Regions from separate parts of the Sus scrofa genome. Here region 2 is linked to region 1. The links are chromatin contacts, called in public HiChIP or PLAC-seq maps. All regions are on one chromosome and are shown on one strand. Each heading gives the region's core, a stretch centred on a gene start, on an enhancer-like site or on the middle of the called end of the contact. The rest is flanking DNA. Distances are from core to core; before and after follow the strand shown. Region 1 overlaps ITPR2 (inositol 1,4,5-trisphosphate receptor type 2). Region 2 overlaps ITPR2 (inositol 1,4,5-trisphosphate receptor type 2).

Evidence for each region. HiChIP or PLAC-seq counts read pairs in DNA pulled down with a chosen protein or histone mark.
Region 2: a contact with region 1 is called in an H3K27ac HiChIP or PLAC-seq map of alveolar macrophages. The contact joins two enhancer-like sites. A contact is called at or near these places in 1 of 47 Hi-C or Micro-C datasets (embryonic fibroblasts) and 1 of 2 datasets of contacts at active chromatin or transcription factors (alveolar macrophages).

The regions. Positions count from the first base shown.
Region 1 is chr5:47,259,992-47,263,673 of Sscrofa11.1, forward strand. All of the region lies in intron 38 of ITPR2 (inositol 1,4,5-trisphosphate receptor type 2), which reads left to right. Among named protein-coding and RNA genes, the nearest start is that of ITPR2, 330 kb to the left of the region's middle. Within about 2 kb of position 1,815, at least 39 of the 83 cell types and tissues checked have an H3K27ac peak or open chromatin away from gene starts, as enhancers often do. A contact at or near this core is called in alveolar macrophages, where this site is marked.
Region 2 is chr5:47,437,261-47,440,955 of Sscrofa11.1, forward strand. The region is part of intron 56 of ITPR2 (inositol 1,4,5-trisphosphate receptor type 2); the gene reads left to right. Among named protein-coding and RNA genes, the nearest start is that of SSPN, 170 kb to the right of the region's middle. Within about 2 kb of position 2,356, at least 1 of the 83 cell types and tissues checked has an H3K27ac peak or open chromatin away from gene starts, as enhancers often do. A contact at or near this core is called in alveolar macrophages, where this site is marked.

The DNA.
Region 1 (3,682 bases), core at 565-3,064:
ATGATTTAATATTTGGTGGCCCTTATAGACACATCTTGGAACCAGAAGAAAATATGGTTTTCATGCTTTATTTTCATTTTCCTGTTTCCTTTGTTTTCAGTCCTTTCTTTCCATCTAACATTTCCACTATCCCAGAAAGTTCTATTGAATATCACTTATACGGACTAAACTGATCTCTTATGTTAAAAAACAAACAAAAAGATGTGCTTTTAAATTTTTAAAACAAGATATAAGTAGGAGGTTTTTTCTTTGGGCTTTTGTTTGTTTATTTCTTTAGTGTATATTATATTTCATTTTCAGTTTTAGAATTTTTTTTAACATTAGTGCACACCATCAGCAATAAAATGGAAAGAAGGCAAGGGTTAAATGTCTAGGTTTATACAATAGCTCAATTATTAGTAATCCAATAATATTACTTGAAATACTTAGTATTTTTAAGTTGCCCATATTCTAATCAATCCTTGGAAATAAAATGATGAGTATATAAGGCTGGGAATTTATAGAAGACCCTATAGGTCATTTTCAGGAATAACCAGCTTATGTTTGACAGTTGGTTATACTTTGTATAGATAGATGTGAATATGATGTAAATGCTATGTAAATAGTTGCCAGCCTTTGGTAACCTTATTTTGCTTTTTGATCTTTGGTTGGTTGAATTCTTCGAGGCGGGGATAACAGATAAGGGCTGACTATATTTTCCTTTACTCTCATACTTTATTTCTGGCCACCAAGTGTCTAAGTTTCCTCTCGCATTGACCAGTTTTCCACCACCAGCTGGTGGTCTTACAAATAACTCAATTCTGACACTTCCTACCTAGTGTTAGTATCAGATCCCACAGTTAAGGGGTCAGTTCTAAAGGCTGCCTCCCTCCTTCAGATGCCAAAGCAAGTTCAGGTTTCTACCTGTGTTCTCTCTGACTGGCTATACATCCAAGGTTCCCATGACCTCCTCCTCAGGACGGATAATTTGCTAGAGTGGCTCACAAAACTCAGGAAAAACAGTTTCCTTACTAAATTACAAGTGTATTATGAAAGGGTACAACTCAGGAGTAGCCACATGGAAGAGATGCATGGGACAAGCATATGAGAAGGGGTGTGGCCCTTCCACGCCCTCTCCTGGCGTGCCACCCTCCCCAACACCTCCATGCATTCACCAGCCCACACAGTCCTCTAGGGCTTTTTATGGAAACTTCATCCTGTAGGCATGATTGATTGTTAACTCTGTTTCCAGCCTTCTCCCCTCTCTGGGGAATGGGGGTGGGGGCTGAAAGTTCCAGACTTCTAAGTGTGATTTGGTCTTTCTGGTGAGCCAATCAGGTGCCTGCCAAGAGTTGCCTCATTTAGAACCAAAGATGCTGCCATCACTCAGGAAGTTCCAAGGGATTTAAGAGCTCTGTGTCAGACACTCCTATTATTCAGGGAATTAGAAGGATTTGAGGAGCTTCTTGTCAGGAACCAAGGTCAAAGACCAAAGATCAGCAGAAACCATGGGCAGAGACTATTATTATTTCACACATTGCCCTTATTATTTTTCTTCCCGTTTCATTATTGGAAAGGTGAAATATTTGCTGTTTGCTTTCTCTCTTGCTTGCTTAGAAGCTGCAGTGTTATACGTGTTTTCTATCCTGATAGAATCTTGTATGCTGTGTGACTGGTTTTAAAGGAACTGTTTCTACCAGTAGGGAAATGGTCCCTGTTTTATTCGCTGCTGTGAAAGGCTTAAAACATGTGACTGTCCATGTGAACAGCCTGTGCAGATTAAAGCTGCAGGGCATGATTGGAGGAGACACGGACTGCCAAGCCACGAGGCGGCTAAGAAGGCGTCCTCTGCCAACGACAGCATGGGATTATGTAACGCCTGCAGTGTCTGGCACTGTGCTCCACTGGAGACACATCACGTGTTGTGCAATGCTCTTGGCCCTGAAATTCAATTAGATTGCTTTGAATGATCCGTGAGTCTGCATGAGATAAGCTTTTACTGCTCTACACTAGAAAGCAAATGGGTTGATTAGCCCCACATAAATTGAGAAATTGCCGTTATAATTCCAGCAAGGATATTTGCATTATATATACATCATCCTGCAACAGAGGAGCAGAATTTAAGCATTATGTAACCTGACTAAATAATGGGGAGAGGGACCCATCCCTTACGACTAGAAAAAAAATATTTTCTTACAGTCACTTAGGAATAACGTTTCTTTTTTAAAAAAGAGATGTTGCCATTGTGTGGGGGGATTGGCTTAAAGGCTGCCTGTGTGGGGTTTTTTTTGTTGTTGTTTTTGGTTTTTTTTAGTGCCATGACCTATGAATGAAAATAAAGAAATTCATAGAATGATGATTTGGTGGGCGGAGAAGAAACTTTTGTTAGAAAGACTTTTAAATTGTGAGTTCAGTGGCCTTTTTGTATTTGAGTTTACTCTCTTTGTGAAGTTGTAGCTAATCAACTTACAGAATTGGGCACCATCAGAAATTAACCCCACATTGTTTGAATGAACTTTTTAATATCTTTTCACAAAGGAAGATCTGGGATGGAGGAGGCAAGGTAATAGTAAATGTTGAGAAACTGAGACCTTGGAATGAAATTGAGGTTGTTTGCATACTAAGGGCTTAAAGAGCCACTGGGAAGCTACCAAAATCAATGATGTGAGCTTGACTTTCCCAGCTCCTCATACTCCCATTTTCCAAATAGGACTTGAGGTTTCAACCGAAAGCCCTAGTGAGAAATTAATATTCATTAGGAGAGTTCCCACTGTGGCTCAGCCGTAAAGAACCCAACTAGCATCCATGAGGATGTGGGTTCGACCCCTGGCCTTGCTCAGTGGGTTAAACATCCGGTGTTGGTGCGAGCTGTGGTGTAGGTTGCAGATGTGGCTTGGATCCTCCGTTGCTGTGGCTGTGGTGTAGGCAGGCAGCTACAGCTCTGATTCAACCCCTAGCCTGGGAACCTCCATATGCTGCAGGTGCAGCCCTAAAAAAAACCAAAAAACAAAAAAAGAATTGTTTAGGACACTCAGTTGAAACCAAAAGCTCGAAATGCTATGCAGAGCACTTCTATTTTATATATTAACAGATTAGTAGTCCCATTCCTTTCTGATTTTAGGTAAGGTAGTCTTGAACTATAGCAAAACCACCACTCTAGTGGCTTTTTCCCTATTGAAAAAGGATTTTATTTCTCTCTTATCCTTTGAAAACCTTAGGACACGAATTCGTCCAGTGTAACCATATATCCTGACTTTAGTGCAAGTGGATATTCACAAGTAGGTTGTTTTCTAAAAAGTCATAGTAAAACCCAGATTTTAACAATTTTTCGTTTTGATAGATTATCTGAATTTTGTGAGATTTAGCATACATAGGTATTTCACATTGTTTTAACTTTTCTAACTATGTGCAGTAGGTATTATTACTAGTATTTTTATTAACCAAAGGGAAAACTGATGTGTAGAGAGGTACAATGAGCTCCCCAGGGCCACGCCGCAAGGAAGTGACAGGATAGGGCATCCAAAACAGACCATAAGCATTTTTATCCCACTATGTTAGTGGTTCCCAAATGTTGTTTCAAAGACTGGTGCCAGGCTGGCCCATATTTAAAGGAAATTCTATTTTATTATGTCTAGAGTGAAGGCCAGGGATTCTTTCATTTTAAAATAGCTTCCCAGGTATTTCAAATGTAAGATAAGAGCTG
Region 2 (3,695 bases), core at 1,106-3,605, 180 kb after region 1:
AGAACACATCCTTATGAGCTCCAGGTTTGATCTACAGCTAGAGCTGAAGATCAATTGCCAGTGACCAACTCTGAGAGAGAGCCTGTCCAGTGCTGTCAAGTAACTAGACCAGGTGGCAGGCACTCTGCTCTGGGCACTGTCCCGTGTGGCTGCATGTGACTCCAGCCTGTTCAATGGATATTTAGCACCTTGAGCCCAGCCGAAAGTATGGGAATGCAGTGCTTTTTAGCTGTGGGATCGCAAACCACTTGGAAGCAGGGCATGTCAGAAATACATCATTACCTTGCTTCAGCCGTCACAGGTATATTTATTATAATGGGATTCTGTGCAGTAAGGTGGGATATTGTGACTCAGCCAATAGCACAGGACACTCTATATTAAAAGTGGGATTTGGCTAATAGCAAATTTCTATTGCACATTGCATCAACTGCTTTCATCCTATAAAATTTGACTTTTCAATAAAATGGCTGTCAATGTAAGTAAGATTTTGCTAAATTAGCTGCTTAAGCTGATAGTAATATCAATGAATCTCTCCCTTGCTTTTTACACTAGGCATGTCATCAAAATGTTACATATAAATGTATTTTGTGTTGAAAATTGAATCATGCTTCCAATATACCTGGGGAAGTTGTTAAAGAAATCCTGCAATCATCCCTTTAGGAAAGAAGCTTTATGAAATGAATAGTAAACAATCTACTTTGTTTGGTTTTGTAAATCTGTGTTTTATTTTTCACATCAACTTAGACACCCATTTCTTAGGTTAGAATAAATTCTCTTTTTTCCAGTATTTGGTCATTGTGCACAATTTAAACCAATACAATCTGCATTGTATAGTTGTATTGCTGAATCATTCCCTACATTTTTCAGCAAATTAAAAGAGTTATGAGGCAATGGGGCTTGAGGTAAAAAGATTATTCTGAGGAACCAAAATGTGGGGTAATTATGCTAAATCTTACATGATATATAAGCCATGACCAAGGATATAAATCATAACCAAGTACCTTAAATAATGTGGAATAGATGTTGTTATAATTCCAATAGATAATGTAATTTACAACCCAAGACAACACAATTAGATGTGAGGCTATTTGATAACAATCTTTTAAGTTCCAAATAAGTACCCCAAGTTCCAAAAAATTATTAAACTTTGGACAACTGCAATGGCCAATAAAAATATTTTTATCCTAACTGTCACACAAAGATGCAATCAAATTACGTTAAAATTGTCATAGAAAAAAAATAGATATTCATGTCTGCTTGGTGGGATGTATAAGATGTAACAGAACATCTGTTGAGGAACTAGGAATACTTTGAGCTCAACAGGCCTTTGGAAGCCTTGGAAGTGCTACTAACCCTGGCAAAACCATGAGTTTTTCCATTCCCAGTGATAAATATTCAATCCAAATAAATCCTGTTTGTTAGGGCACTAAAAAGCCTTGTCAGCTCAGAAGTTAAGTAGGCATGCATTCACTGACAGCATATTGATGCCACAAATGGGCCAAAGTGCAGACTCTCCCATAATCTAATTTTCGAGCACAAAGTTAAGTCAAAGCCAAAACTGGCTTCAAGGGCAAGGCTTCTTCAACACAGTTCATAGCATGACCCTGGGCTCTGGGGTGAGGCAAAGTCAATGGCCAACATCACTCCTTTCTCCGAAACAGTGAGCCTTGAAGTGAGGTGACAAGGACACCAGAGCTGGAAAGGGAAGAGATAAACTTGATGTGTGGAGGGGCTTCTCTGGGCCCCCTTGGGGTGAGACAAATGAGGAGGAGGAAGTAGAAGAGAATTAATAGTATGCTCAGTAAAATACCCTGAAAAAGCCTCATCCCTTTCCTTCTTTCTAATTAACAATCCAGATACACCAGTATCTGGGCTCTGACTGTGTGGGCCCCTGGGAAGCCTGACCACAGGCTGCCCTTGCAAAGGAATAGAGACAAAAATAGAATTCTTCCACTCTGGGGTGGCCTCCCTCTCCTCTCTGTATGTCAGTGATTTTCACAACTGTAGATTTTGAAATGCACAGTGACTTGAGGAATTTACATGTTTAAAAGTGGGCAGAGAGAGGCAAAAGTGGCATGGGTTGGGGGGGCTCTGGAACATGTGAATAGGCTCTTCATTCCCACAGGGTTACTAACGGGGGTGGGGAGGTGGCGGGAAAATGCTCTGAAACTCCCAAATAGCACTTGACATGGAAAATGTTAAAACTCACGTCATGGCAACTCCTTGTTCTTGTCCCTGAAAAATCTGTTGATTTCAGGGGCGTCATAATCCCATGAGGCCAGTTACAGACCCGTCCTCCCACTCTCTCCATCCTCTTTGCCCCAAGCATATGTTCCCACATCCTACACCTACACTGCCCTGACTCCTGCTCAGCTCTCCTCCCACCAGAAACTTGTTATAAATATTAGTTCTCATTCCCCACAGGGGAAGAGCATTGCGCTAGTTCTTCTACATCATTTCATCAAATCCTTACACAGATCCTAAAAGAGAATAAGCATTATTATCCCCGTTTTCAGAGGAAGAAACTTAAATAATAATCTTCTCTGAAGTACATAAATGAGAGGCAAAGCTGGGATTCAGACAGAGAGTAAGCTGCCTCCAAAACCCCTGCCTTTTCAATCACACCCTGCTTTACCTGTCCCTGCTCATCCAAGCCTTGTCTTATTCGGGGGCTGTCAAGAGTGGTTTCACCTTGGTTGGTGTTAACACAGAGTCTTCCCAACATGGCACAAGTCACTTCACCTTTTACCTGAATATTCCTCACCTCTGACCCTTGAAAAAATGCAGAGCAGTGGCAAAACACATTTCTTCCTCTGCATTCTCCATTTTGGCCTTGACATTTATTCAGCTAACATTTATTGAAAGCCTACTATGTGCCAGACACTGTTCTAGGCTCTAAGAACAAGCTAGACAATGCCTACCTCCCTAGAACTTGCACTCTGTTACTGAAAACAGACAAATAACTATATAATGAAGACCATGTCAAGGAATAATGAGGAAAAACACATGATTATCTCAATAGACACATAAAAGGGATTTGACAAAATTCAACATCCATTCATGATAAAAACTCCATCAAAGTGGGTTTAGAGGGAAAATATCTCAACACATTAAAGGCCATTTTACAACAGACCCACAGCCAATGTAATACACAACAGTGAAAAGCTGAAAGCCTTCCCACTAAGTTCAGAAACAAAACAATAATGCCCACTCTCACTGCTTCTGTTTAACATAGTATTGGAAGTGCTAACCACAGCAGTCAGACAAGAACAAGAAATAAAAAGTATCCAAATTGGGAGTGAAGAGTTAAAACTGACACTGTTTTCAGATGACGTGATATTCTATATAATAACCAATCCTAAAGCCTCCATCCAAAAACTATTAGAACTAATTAATTCAGCAAGGTTGCAGGATACAAGTTTAATATACAGAAATCTATTGCATTTCTGTAAACTAATAATGAAATGTCAGAAAGAAAAAGTAAAGAAACAATCCACTTTAAAATTACATCCCAAAAACATAATACCTAGAAATAAACCTAACCTAGGAGGTGAAGAACCTACACTCTGAAAACTATAAAACATTGATAAAGGAAATTGAAGATGATTCAGAAAGATGGAAAGATATCTTATGCTCTTTGATTGGAAGAATTAGTATCATTAAAATGCCACTGAAAGCAAACTATAGATTTAAGG